2 separate regions of the Mus musculus genome follow, and region 1 is linked to region 2. Evidence: chromatin contacts called from public promoter capture Hi-C data. All regions are on one chromosome and are shown on one strand. The core of a region is the stretch at or near the end of the contact, and the rest is flanking DNA. Distances in the headings are between cores, read along the strand shown. Region 1 holds the start of Cybc1 (cytochrome b 245 chaperone 1). Region 2 overlaps Gm30062 (a long non-coding RNA gene).

Region 1 (7,005 bases), core at 1,542-4,041, 210 kb after region 2:
CGCCAAGTGGGGTGTTTTATGCCCATCAGAAGGTTGAGGCAATTGGCTTTCTTTTGAGTTTGAGGCAAGCCTGCAACATAACAAAACACACTACATAGAACCTTAGTGAAAACTGTTGTGAGTAGCTTTTCTAGAAAAGTCCAGAGATGTTTACAAGCAAAATCAAGGGAAGGGCTGAGTCCAGGTAACTGAATGCCTCTGAGCTGGGGCAGGTGCTTCTGAACGGGAAGGGTCCTACTGTTCCATCTTACCTCCCAGTCTTCCAAGTTCTGTACAGCCACAAATAGGCAGCCTGTGACATAGAAGAGCTTCCAGCCCAGACTATCTGCAAGCAGACAGTATATCAGCTCATTAGCTCAGGAGCCAAGGTGATGTCCATAGGTGGTCCTTCCCAGCCCAACCTTTCTTTTGGCTCAGATTAGAGGCTTAGGTAATGTGCTTCTGTCACCGGAGCTACTTAAGCCCCAAACTCTGCCTAATTCCACCTAGAGGATGGGTAGATCGATACAGCCTTGCCATGGAGATGGGACACATCCTCCCTGCAAGGTGACAGGCAAATGCTAAAGAGCTTTACAAGAGGACTTTGTAACACAGTAAGAGATTTAAGATACAAGACATGGCCTGGGATCATCTCCCACACAAGGCCACCCCAAAGCCACACACACCAAGACTGCTTTTTGTTCATTTCCAAGTGCAAGGAAGCTGAAGGGGAGAACATACTTTACCTCCACTGTAATAGGCAGCAGCCAGGCCAGTGGATAATATTCCTGTAGAGAGAGGGAGAGAGTACCTTGTTAACTAGCCAAGGGAAGACCCATTTCTTCACAGTGCTATAGCTGTCTCATGGTAGCACAGCTTGTTCAGGGGCAACAGGTAGAGGCTACCTAGTACAGAGTTGGTGAGCCAGCTAAGATGTTTGTTTCAAAACGGAGGAGAAGGGGACTGGAAAAGAGGGCTTACTGATTAAGAGTATATACTACTTTTGCAGAGGACCCAGTTCAGTACTCAGCACCAGCACCCATGTCAGGCCATCGCAACCTCATGCAACTTCAGCTCCAAGAGAGCTAATGCTCTTCTGGATTCCACAGGCACCTATACGTACCTGCATAGAACCCCCATATAGATACACACATAGTTTAAAAATAAAATTAAATAAAAAGCAAGATATCCCATCATGGCATTCACCAGACTTGTCTGCAAACAAATGACAAACGCACAAATGACCCTGAGGTAGGTATTGCTTACATGGGATGAGGGATGAAGACTACTTACAGAATTATAACAACACCCGAGCATAACATGCAGAAAAGCATGTGTATATCATAAGGACAGACTGCAGAGATGCTGCTGAAGCCACAGCTAGTGCCTCACCTCAGACTGTACAGCCCAGCCAACACAAGTGCACCTGTCCCTGAGATACAAGAGCCTTCTGACAGGCAGCGATGGAGGAAGAGGCTAAGTGCGCTTATGAAGAGGTCTGAGCCAGGGAAGAGGAAAGATGGGAACCCATGATCACCTGTCACACAGAAGGAAAACTATAGTGACCTCATAAAAAGCAGATAGGCTGGGAGGGCATCTCAGTGTTAAAGAAGTGTGCCCAGCTTGCAAGGCAGGGAGGGTATCTCAGTGTTAGAGTGTGCCTAGCATGCAAGGGGGTCGGTCCTGCATGCCATCTGAAAGAAAAGGCACCCTGAGGGTTAATGAAACATGCTTTATCAAGGCCTTGTATTGAGAACCTCTAATAGAACACAAAGAAGCTGTTTACGTCGCTTTTTAGATTGGGGGTGGGGTGGGGGGTGGGAAGCCTTACCGACCAGCAGGGACCAAGACCGGATGCCTGGAGCCCTCTTCAGATGGAGGCGGGTGCTGGTGCGTGTCTCCACCTGCATATACATTCTTGGAACCTGGGCTCTACTGCACAGCCGACCAGGCTTGGAAAAACACAACTGAAGCCTGCAACCAGTGCACATAGGCAGCACCTCATTAGTCCAGTCAGGAGGCCAGGGGAAGGTCCACAGCAGACCCCGAACACCTTTCTCTTATGAGCCCACTTAACTCACAATTATGTATGGGCATCGGGGCTACACAGCTCACAAATTTGGTGTTGGTCTGAACTCACTTCCAAGCCCCCAGTCTTGTGAACCCTTTTCTTGACTGAACTCTTATCTTTAAGTTGTTCCATTAGTAAGCCCCCTCCCCCTCCCCCGCCCCGACACACACACACACAACTCAGGCTTCCGGCACCTTACCCGAATCTTCCAGAAACAACTCTTCCCACCAAGAACGGGAAGTGAAAGTACCATCGTGTATGAGTCTCTACATTCATAAGCTGTCAGATCCCTGTTATTGACGCCAGACTACCTAACAATGGCCCAAATGCGCCGAATTAATGGGACACTGCGGCAGGACGTCTGGAGATTAACACCCAAGGCCCCAGTTCTGAGTGGCTCCTTGGATTCCCAGGGGCAATCAAGCTTCATACCCTACATCCTCAAGAATCCTAGTTAGGCACATAACTTGCCTCCCTCTGGCTTCAGTTACCAACAAGCTCCACTAGCGGCCCGTTACGCTGGCTCCTCCTCCGGAGTGCACACGCCCGGCTTCCTCAATTTGCCTTGCGCCTGGTCCAGATCCGCAAGCGATGACCCGCACAGGGCTCGGCGGGTCGGAACCCGAAAAGTTGTAGGACACGCACCTATGCGGACAACGAGGGACTTGTAGGAGAATGAGTGGGAGAGAACAGCCCCTCGAACTTCCGGACTTCTGTTCCGCAGACTTCCGGGATAAGAGCTGGGTGGGAACCTCCCAGGGGTGGAGACTGAGTGATTACGCAGTCGGGGGTTGTGCCTTTGTGCTTCACACTCCTGGGGACAGGGACAGGTAGGGCACCTGAATTTAGCCCCTTGGCCAACCAAGAAAGATGTCACTCAAGGAGGTTTCCTAGTTAAGCAGGATATGGGCGTGGTTTAGAAGCCTGGGGAGTGAGTGGATCTGGATTGGGTTTTTTTGTTTGTTTGTTTTTGGGGGGTTTTTTGGGTTTTCCAGACAAGGTTTCTCTGTGTAGCTCTGGCTGGCCTGGAACTCAGAGGGATCTTCATGCTTCTGCCTCCCGAATGCTGGGATTAAAGGTGTGTGCCACCGCCTCCTGGCTAGATCTGTAATTTTCAGGAAATGATAAGAGGTCATATTCACCAGATGCCTAAGGTATAGCAAACATGATCTGACTACCCGAGGTCAATCTAACAAAAGATGCACAATAAATGAAAGTGGGGACATGGCCACTCCTAGGTATTGTTGACGAGTTTCTTATTGTAAATGTGAGGGAAAGCACATATGGAAGCGTCTGGTTGAACATGTCCAGCAGAATAGAGCCATGAGAGGAAAGAGAGAGGGGCAGAGTAAGAGATGAAGAGAGGCGAGATGGAGACAAAAGACCAAGAGGGCAGACAGCACGTAGTCACGATGTCAGATGTCAGCACGTAGTCACGATGTCTGGGTTTTATAGGCAAAGAGAAGTTGGAGGGAAGGGAAGGGAAGGGGAGGGGAGTTGAGGGGAGGGAAGGGAAGGGAAGGCAGGGGCTTGGGCAGGGTTAGAGAGGTCTAGGGTAGTGGGCAAGAGCTGAGGAGTCAGGACTCTGTAACAGGTACTTGCTGAGAGCATGGCCATCATCTACTTTGATGGTCAATAGGCACCTCAGTTAGCCATTTGTCCCCGGTTTCTTTCAGACCTAACACACAATAACTAGTGACGTAAAACCTGGATCACATGTTCCTATTTTGTAGTTTGCCTCCAACATACCTACGATGATCTGTGGGTGCTAGGACGGCATGCTGGAGCAGAGATTTCCATTACTTTACCGTTCTCTTTAGATCTACTTGTTATGGGATTCCTAATTTTATAATGACTTTATAAAAGTACACAGCATGACCCTTGAAGTTTTGTCAATTTATAGTTACAGTATATACTGAGAAAACTGGATGAGGCAGTCTCTCTCTAATATTTACTTATTTATTTTATGTATAGGAATACACTGTAGCTGTCTTCAGACACACCAGAAGAGGGCATCAGATCCCATTGCAAATGGTTGTGAGCCACCATGTGGTTGCTGGGAATTGAACCTCAGGACCTCTGGGAAAGTAGCTAGTACTCTTTACTATTGAGCCAACTCTCGATCCCTGTTTTTTGTTGTTTTTGCTTGTCTGTATGATGTGCGTGTGTGAGTGTGTGCATGTATTTCTGGTTGGCCTGGAACTCTGGGATCTGGCCCAATCTGTCTTGCGAGTGCTAGAATTAAAAGCACACGCTGCTATACTCAGTTTAAAGCTGGATTTATTCTCTTTTTTTTTCTTTTTTTCTCTTTCTCTTTATCTCTCCCTCTCCTTTTTTTTTTTTTTTTTTTCAAAACCTGGCTGTCCTGGAACTCACTCTGTAGACCAGGCTAGCTTCAAATACACAGAGATCTACCTGCCTCTGTCTCTTGAGTGCTGGGAACTGCCCAGTTTAAGAAGAGGCTTTTATTTATAGACTGGCACCAGGTCTACACCCAGGACTCGGAATTCCTGAATGCAGTCCCCAGTCACCTCAGTCAGGGGTTTATAAAGGCAAAAACCACAAGTTACATTCTGTGCTAGTACAAGCAGAAGGTCCTCTTATGCAAAACAAGCTTTATTTACCGAAGCAGAAACAGAAATTTAAAAAGTAACCTTTAACAGCCCTTAACATTTGGAAGTCTAATTTTGCTTTGCAGTTCTCAAAAAGCCCAGAGATTTTAAACTGTAAACATAACATTAGCGTTAGCCATGAACATAATGTTAGCCATGACTGTGCTGTGTGCCGAGATTACAGCTTGAATGGTACCTCCATCGTGAGTCAGTTGTGCTAAGGCCTGGGGCCCTGTTACACTAGAACTCACTATGTAGACCAGGCAGGCCTCCAACTCAGAGTCCTCCTGCCTCTGCCTCTTAGGTGCTGGGATTAAAGGTGTGTGTCACTATATCTAGCTGCTTTTAGTTAATTTTTAAAAAACACTTAACTTTGGAGATCACACAGTCTAGCAATAATTTATTTCCCCTAATAGGTTTGTTGTAGGTGACACCTCTGCCTGTACCTGTAGGCCAAAAGATCCAAGCCGACTTCTGGGTTTGAAAACTCTATCAAACCCCACCAATTCCTGAGCATGAAAACCACTAATCCCTAAACTAGAAATCCCACCAATCCCTGGGCTTGAACTGAAACCTCACCAATCCCCACCCTGGAAATCTCCACCCTGGAAAGCTCTGGCACAGCCACATCGACTGGAAACAGTGACAGTCACAAAGCCAGCACAGCTGCTTGACACAGTTCCTGCTGAGCTGAGCTGAGCTGAATGCTGTGATCACTGCCATTCTGTCACCTTTGAGGCTTGGTCTCTGTGTGCTGCATCCTTGGGGACTTTCTGCATTATGATTCACTTTGTGTCTTTTCCTGAGAAAAATTATATTCCAGTCTCTCTTAGGAAAATTCTAAAATTAACCTTATCTGGCTGTATGCGTAAGCCTTCCTTATGCTCTGGAGACCATTAAAACACAGATAAACACATAATTAGATAAGACCATTACTGCAGGAAACTTCTTGGTGTATCACCCCCTGAGCTAACTCAAACAGTGTAATTGGTGCAGGGTAAACCGAGACAACTGACAAACTCTGACTGGCCAGGAGAATAGGTTACATTCAAGGCCTCCCTTTACAGTATGCTTAGAGCTTTCTGAAAATGAAGTTTAAAGATAGGGGGTTGTACAGGATACACCCTTGGAGGAATAGAACTAACTCAGTAAGTAACATAGGTTGACTAAAATAAATTTTTCCTACTTTATAGCATAGGTGATGAAGTAATAAAAGAAGTTAGGTATTAGTATTTGTTATTAATAAAAAGACCAGTTCAGATATTTTGTTTGTCTGGAGTGCTTTAAAACTGCAAACATTGCCAGCCAAAAAGCAGGCTGTCATGTAATAAATGTGTTTGCTTTGGAGGAGACATTCTTTAGGTTCTTTAAATTGGAGTTATAGGGCTGATGATAAAAATAAAATCTGTTCTATTTGTATTTTCTGATTGTGACTGAACTTGTAACTCTGGACATAAAGTGAAAAATCAAATATAATCGATACTTCCTGAATAATCATTGTTTTGTGAAATTGTCTTTTGTTCTGTGAAACCTGTAAAATAAAGAAGCACCTGATTACCAGTCAGTCACAGGGGCAAGACTGCCTGGCCACCTCCGCACTCACTCACCTTATCTCCTCCATGGCTGGACTGCCCTGTAGAAAAACTGCCTGGGCAGGCTCCTGGCAAAACTCCTCCCCGAAGAAGCCCTATATAAGCCTGTCTCCTGCTCAACTCCAATCTACTTCTCATCCAAGCATAGGCAACCACTCTCTTTGTTCTGTCACAGCAAATCTCTTGATGAGGTTTGTTGTGTCGGGTTACTTTGTGGTAGTCCTTGGCTCCCTACTGCTAGAATGATCTCCTTTCAGAGCTGTAACACTTCCACTGTAACGACAGTTTAACAACATTGGTGGTTTCCCTCAGAGCTGTGCAACTATTGGGGAAAGCTTTCCCCCTCAGCATACAGCTGCACTGCTCTCATTGAGAAAGCCTTTCCTCTCGGAGATGTAACCCAGTACCTATGTAGTAAGCTAAAATCATTGAGCTAAGCGATAGAGCATTTGCCTGAGACTAAGCAAACCCCGTTGCTTTGAGTGTAGCTGAGAGTCTAGAAGGCAGATTGAAAGCAAGCTCTATTGGTTCAGTGTAGGTAGTTTGTTTTTCCAACACCTATGCTTAATGAAACTGAACAATTTCTGTACCTCTCAGAAACTGGTGTTGGTTATGCAAAACTTGTTTATAATTATCCACTTGCAGAGCTATAATGGCAACACAGGGCAATATAAACATCTTAAAATTTATTATATATTCATTGGCATTTGCCTGCATGCATTCTGTGTGAAGCTGTCAGAATTGCTGCAAC
Region 2 (6,737 bases), core at 729-3,228:
CCTGCCCCATAAATAAATGCAATTAAAAAATTAATGGAAATAATGTGGAGTGTGAAGGGGTGTTAGAGAGAGATACAAAGGCAAGAAGGTGGAAGCAGGCGCCCTGAGTAGACAGCTTCCGGTTCGCTGGAAGACAGTAAGAGAAGGTGGGAACAGAGGGCAGGTTTCTAAACAGGACCAGCTGGGTAAAGGGGAGCACCTAGGGGGCTATAGAATACCCAGCCTAGAATGGGTTAGGACTCAGGGGCCCCCTCCCATCCAAAGGGTTTTCCTTCTTGTTACTTTTCCTTTCTTGGCAACTTGGTCTTCTGTCTTCTCTGGAAGTTCAATTACTTGTCCATGCCTGAGAAGGACCCTTCATGACCACAAGTGCCTCCCCTTCCCCGACACACACACTCACGCACCCGAGACACACAGAGAAACAGAGAGAGAGAGAGACAGAGACGGGATAGTGATTAATGGCTCTGAGGCTTAGAGGATAGTGTTCTACAGCTAACGTAAGCAGCTTCTCAGAGAACACATCCGTGAAATGGATTATGACATGGGAAAAGGCCTTTTCAAACACACAGTAACTATATTTCAAGCCTTTGATTAAAACAGAAAAAAAAATCTAGTTAGTATTTTGAAATCTCCTAGATTTCTGTATTGCAAATAGAATTGCTGTAGGGATCCGCTTGGCACAATTACAGCCATCTTGGGCACAATTGCAGTCTTGTGCTGCAGGCATCCTTGGCACACACCACAGAGCCTACCAGACAAATGAAGTCTTTTAGACGGTCCAATGTGGTGTGCCAGCCACCGATGCTGGGCTGTTTCTTAACTGACAGGGACATGTTAACAGTGAGAAAGACCAGGTACATCCAGGGACTGCGGCTCACGGTTACCTAACTGAGCATAACTTGCTTCTGTTTCAGGTACAGGAAGTGACTAGTCTTGCCGAGTTGCTCTTCTGCCTGTGAATTCTTGCTAAAGCATGCCTATGCAACCCTTGGCTCTGCATCTCCTTATGTCTCACAGCATCTTCCATCTTCGGTGGAACCCCAGCCCACAGGAAGCTAAGGCCTGAGGATCAGGAGTTCAAGGCCAGCCAGGTACATATCAAGTGAAATTCCAGCCTGGGTTACTGGGATGATATCAAACTTAACAAAGGTGGGTGTAGTGACACACAGCTCTATCCTGGTGCTTGTGAGGTGCAGGCAGGAGGATCATAGGTTCAAAGTTATCCTTGGCTACATAGTGAAAATCGAAGCCAGCCTGGGCTACAGACAAATAAAAACAGACCACAAAACAAAAGATAGCATTTGGCCCTGGTAACTCTGTGTCCACCTTTCAGCCAGGTGGTTTAAGGCAGATTGCAGGGAGGGCACCTAAAGCTTGAGGAGAAAGGCTGTTTTATGTATGTTTACTGGAACCTTAGTTCAGGTGGGCCACTTAAAATGTTTCATCTGAGTGGGTGAGCGGTACAATGCGATGAAAAGGAACTTGGAGTCCCCAGGATACTGGAAGCCCGAGTTCCAGTTCTGCAACCCAGAACAAGTGAAATGTTCCGTGAAAATTTTATGTTCTGGTTTCCATGTGAATATGAAACAGTAACACATGTGAGGTTTTTCTCTACCCCATACTTGAATTTCTGATTTCCCTCTTCTTAGCCAACATTGCCCTACACTCCCCCACACTCTCCATACCCTCCTCTCAGACTCCTTATTCTTCCTCCATGTCACCTTGTGGTGGTTCTGCAGTGGGGATGGGTGTCTCACGATTTTAATCCTTACAGGTCTTCCCGAGTACAGACACAAAGAGAAGCTCGGGTCACTCAGAAGTGGAAGGAAACACGCCCTAGCGTGACTAGTGCAGATGGGATCTAAGTGTTCAACTCACACAGGACTTTTGTCATTCCGTTCCCGGGAGTATTACTGCAGCATCGCTTTCGCTTGTTCCCAGCTGAGTTCGTCATGACGTAATCGTAGGAATCCGAGGAAGTGCGCGCGTCTCCAGGAAGCGAGAGTGACGCCACAGTCTGGCATCTTGCAGTCTTCCCACTGCTCTGCCTGGACATTTTGTGGAGAATATCCCAGAATCTTGCGTTTGCCACCTCTAGTGGAGAAGCAGATAGGTCACAGGGAGCTGAATGCAGGAGGCAGCGCCAAGGCTCCCACCACCAGGAAGAACCGCCTCCAGATGGTTCCCGGACCAAAGTGAGCAATCACCTGTCATCGCCTGTGGGAAGACGTCAGCAGGCAATGCTTGCCAACAGCACCTGGACCATCTCTGCTAGCTGACAAGACCTAACCAACCTTCTTTTATCTTTCATGACGTCTGTGCTTCCAAACTTACTAGATACAAATGCGAGGCGTTTTCTAAGTTTAAATTCTCACTCAAATCCCTATTAAAATTTTCCCCTGTGCTTATGTTTTTCCTTTTGTAAAACATTCAGATTCTGTCTTAGAATAGAAAACAAAACAAAACCCAACACTACACAAACGGGGCATGGTTTTGCATTTGCTGGCACACTGAATGAAAACAGCTCTCAGAAACCAGGATGGAGCTGGGATAGACGCCTCTAGGGTCCTTCAGCTTCCTACACAGGGCATCTAGCTAGACGCCCTTAACTGTTAGTGAGTGAGCAGAGACTAAGTAGAGGTGTCTGTGGATTTGGAACAGCTTAGAAAGTAGCTGAGATCTTGCAGGGCCGGGCAGCAGGAAATTAGTGTTTACTGGGACAAAGCCATCTGCCTAGGGAAGACATTCTTCAGTGGACGTGACACTGCATACTGCCCTGCACAGGCTGGCCTTAAACTTACCGTGTAGCTGAGGATCTCCCTGCATGTCTTATTTCTCTGCTTCTACCTCCCAAGTCCTGGGATTACAGGCACAAACCACCACATACAGCGTCCCCTAAACTTTTCTGGTTCCCTCTGATTGCCAGAGGCAGCAGGAATGCAGCCCAGCACTGCGGAGGGCAGTCGGAGGAGAGCCCAACTAAGGACCTCCACTTGGATAAAGCCAGATCCGTGACTGCATCCTAGGAAAGACATTCAGACAAGCCGATGTGAAATAAAGTTAGTGGGTTACTAAGTAAAGCTAATGGATGATAAATACTTATATTTACCAGGATGGACACTATTCAGCTGGAATGGAACATGGTGACCAGGTTGTTTGGTTGCTGTGGGGCATTTTAAGACTCATGAGAAATGAAACATTGCTTAAGGGCCGCCTTGGAGGGTGTTCTCTATGGTGTGATGCAGGCGTTGTTGTCACCAGGGAGTCAGGATGGCCGTGGAGATGGAGGAGCAGCTGGAGGCCTGTGCTTCCTGTGGCCTGGACAGAGAAGAGGAAGCATCCATATGTGATCCAGGAGACAGAGGCTAAAGAATGCCTCGGCCCTCCAGGCTGGTCTCAGAGCTTTTCCATCAATGGCTGAGGGCCCTCCCAGCACTAGAGGGTGGTCCAGGTTGGCCTCAAACTTCTGCAAAGATCTCTATGAAGAGATGGACTCTCCAAATTTCAGTCAGCCCTTTAGAGTCGGTAATGAAGAAACACACAGAAAGATAGAAACAGACAGACAGACACACACACACTCATAGAGAGAAAGGCAGAGAGACAGGGAGATATAGACACACAGAGAGACATAGAGAGAGAAACAGAGAAAGATGAAGAGACATAGAGTTATAGACACACACACACAGAGACAGAGACACAGAGATACAGACAGAGAAACACAGACATGCAGAGAGACAGAGAGATAGACACAGAGAGACAGAGAGATAAACACACAGAGACAAAGAGAGACAGAGACACAGAGAGAAGGGGAAGGAAAGGAAGGAACAAAGAGATACAGACACACACAGAGAGACTGAGATACAGACACACACATACAAAGAGAGAGACAGAGAGATAAAGACACACACACACACAGACTGAGATACAAACACACACATACAAAGACAGAGAGACAGAGAGATAAAGACACACACATACACACACACACACAGAGAGAGAGAGAGAGAGATCCTCATTGGCTTACTATAAATATATGAGCAGACAGGGATAAATGGGACAGGGAAGACTACCTGGTCCCTCCCAGCCACACTTTCTGTTAGTGATCAGGCAGTCACACTGGCCTGCTCTCAGGGACTTAGCAGCAGCTTCTGCTGTCAGGTGCACCAGGCACATGCTGTGCATAAAAGTGCCTCCGGTCACCCCAGATATCTCTCTCTCTGTCTCTGTCTCTGTCTCTTGTCTCTGTCTCTGTCTGTCTCTGTCTGTCTCTGTCTCTCTCTCTCGTTTCTCATGTCTCCTCTGTGTCTCCTGTTCACTCTCTGTCTCCCTGTCTGCTTGTTGGCCTGTCTGCCTCTATTTCTCCCTCACGTGCCCACTTTGAGACAGCTTTTTGCTCTCCCCTCCCTCAGTAAACCTTACACTAGATCTGTTGCCTGGTGTAATCTCTAGGGACACCCCTTGGCATGGGCCTGTCAAAGGTACCCCGCTCCTCTTCACATTTTAGCTTTAGCTTATCACTTTCCCTTCCAAAACAACAACTCCTCCTGGGTCCCTGGAGACAATGCTTCCTTCAGACAAGCACAGATGGGTATCCTTCTTTCATGAGACATCTTTATCTGTGTTGTCCAAATGGGCCTAAGTGATGGCCATCTCCTGCTTCCTTGACACTCATCCAGCTTCATTCTCTTTCCCGCTCTTCTTCCCTAGTGGGGAAAGTGAGGTGTGCAGGGTGGACCAAGGGAACTGTGTTGGTAGAGGTGAGAAGGGTCACTCCCCTTTCTATTAACAAGGAAACTCTCAGGGCACAGACTCAGCCCAGCCCTTCCACAGAAAGGTGGTCCTATCTGAGCATGCTGTCCTCACTTCTGCTCTGTCTGGCCACCAGAGGGCAGACAGCCCTTCTTAGAACTGCGACTGGCCTTGGACTCTGCCTCTCTGTGCTAGAGTCCTCTGGTCTGCCCCTGCCCAAACCTAAGTGCCAGCCTTTTCCAGGACATTCCCTACCTCCAGGGCTAAGTTTCTAAATGGTTCCTAGAGCGTGCTATACTGGCATCAAGACAGAATGGTCCCAGTGTCCCCAGGGTGGTGGGACCACTCAGTGATCATGTTGAGAAACCTTCCTGGAACAGCAAAAGGACAGCAAAAGCCTCGACTGATCCTGGATAAGGGCAGGTGGGGCATATCTGGAGGATTCCTGATCAGGGAAGGAGAGGGGAAGAAGGGGGGAGGGGAAGGGGGAGGGAAAGAGACTGCCTGCTTGGACATTGTAGAAGGAGGGTCCACAGGGGGTCGTGGACCATGGTGCCATGTGAAATACTAGTGTGAGATACTCTTCCTCAGTCTCCTAGAGCTAGGCTCAGCCTCAGGCTCAGGTGGGTGGTACCAGGGTACTGAGCAGAGGTTTGAGATTTCTGCAGATAGGATGGGCAGGAGAGAATCATGAGAAAAATCTACAGATTCTTAGGGAAGATAGCATGACTCATGTCAGACATAAAAAAACAAGGCTCCCTAGGAGGAGGAAGACTTTCCAGCTCAGATATCAGGGCCAGCTGAAACAGACAAGTCCGGGGGGCAAAGGGACACCTGACCTGGAAGTGGAATGGACACTGAGAGAAGCTCAGGGAGGTGTCAATGCTTATGAGATGTCCCAGGATACACATGGTGTCCTGGGAAATGGGAGGAGGGAGATGGCTCTACTCCTAAGTGCCTGTCTTTCAATGTCTTGGGGGATGACCTGACTGGGGCCATGTCCTAGGTCAGTCTCAGTGAGACTGAGGAGAGTCAGTGTGTCCCTGGGGTTCCAGGGCAGGTGGTGGCAGATGCAGAAAAAAGGGTAACTATCGGGGCTCCCTACTTTTTTCTAAACCCCCCTTTCCTAGTCTCTTATGCCCCACAAGTAGTGGATTGCTTTTGGCAGCAGATATGGAGCCAGGAAGAGGAAACTTGACTGAGGTCCCATCCAGACTTGGCCTGGTCTTTTGTGAGGCCCCCCTCCCAGGTGTGAAAGGCTAAGATGGCCTTTGAGCATTTGTGGCTGAGAGTCTGAGGTCTGTGGTCCCTGCAAAGAGAGAAGGGATAGAGTAAGAGGTGGGGAAAGAGGTGAGCGGGGGTGTGGGGGGGGGGAGTGTTCTGGGGACAAAGGTCAGTTCAGGGTGTGCTGGCCATGGCTCTGACCTTTTCATGGTTCCCCACACTTGAGTGAGAATTTGGGGCCCCCTCTCTGGATGTGTTCAAAAGACAAGGACCAGGGCCCTGAAAATTGGGTCTGGAAACCACCTGGCTCTTGGTGGGTCTTGGGCTTGGTCTCTTGCTGTCCCTGTGACCTGTAACACACTGATAGGTCGGTTCTTCATGGGCTCAGGGCATCTGAGATCTTCATGCTGAGCCTGGGGGAGGGGCTTGTAGGGGGAAACTATCCCCTCACTAATGATTTATGAGAACCAGGATGTAGCTCTCTCACCCCAGTTGTTTCTTGTGTTTTTCTCAGTGGTCTGTGGAGGACCTTGTACTCTGACTTGGGCGCCATCACAGGCCCATAGGGGAGCAGGATGCACCTAGTTTCTGGGGTTGCTCACAAATGCTCTTACGAGAGATGCTCGCCTTGAGTCTGCAGAGCTATTGTATACCTGAAGTGCATGGTTGAGGTCTCTGCTAGGGGATGTGGTACCTGTGGCAAGCTGAGTCCCAGGCCTTGCTTGGTCACATGACGTGTGGTCAGGCTGGCAGGAGGTGGCTAG

The links. Promoter capture Hi-C pulls out the DNA fragments that hold promoters and counts their contacts.
Region 1: a promoter capture Hi-C map of hippocampal neurons shows a contact between it and region 2, with 2.3 times the contacts expected there. The contact joins the promoter of Cybc1 here to the enhancer-like site in region 2. A contact is called at or near these places in 3 of 39 promoter capture datasets (the 3T3-L1 cell line, 3T3-L1-derived adipocytes and hippocampal neurons), 1 of 15 datasets of contacts at CTCF or cohesin (the NIH/3T3 cell line), 2 of 115 datasets of contacts at active chromatin or transcription factors (the SCID.adh cell line and memory CD8 T cells) and 1 of 9 other capture datasets (adipose tissue).

Annotation. Positions count from the first base shown.
Region 1 is chr11:121,226,518-121,233,522 of GRCm38.p6, forward strand. It overlaps Cybc1 (cytochrome b 245 chaperone 1), which reads right to left and starts at 2,792. Exons shown (of 7, transcript NM_144832.2): 1 at 2,522-2,792; 2 at 1,811-1,953; 3 at 726-767; 4 at 252-325. The coding sequence starts at 1,895.
Region 2 is chr11:121,013,018-121,019,754 of GRCm38.p6, forward strand. It overlaps Gm30062 (a long non-coding RNA gene), which reads left to right. Exons shown (of 3, transcript XR_003949840.1): 2 at 915-1,091; 3 at 1,775-2,404. Among named protein-coding and RNA genes, the nearest start is that of Gm30062, 6.9 kb to the left of the region's middle. Within about 2 kb of position 1,979, at least 69 of the 459 cell types and tissues checked have an H3K27ac peak or open chromatin away from gene starts, as enhancers often do. A contact at or near this core is called in adipose tissue and hippocampal neurons, where this site is marked.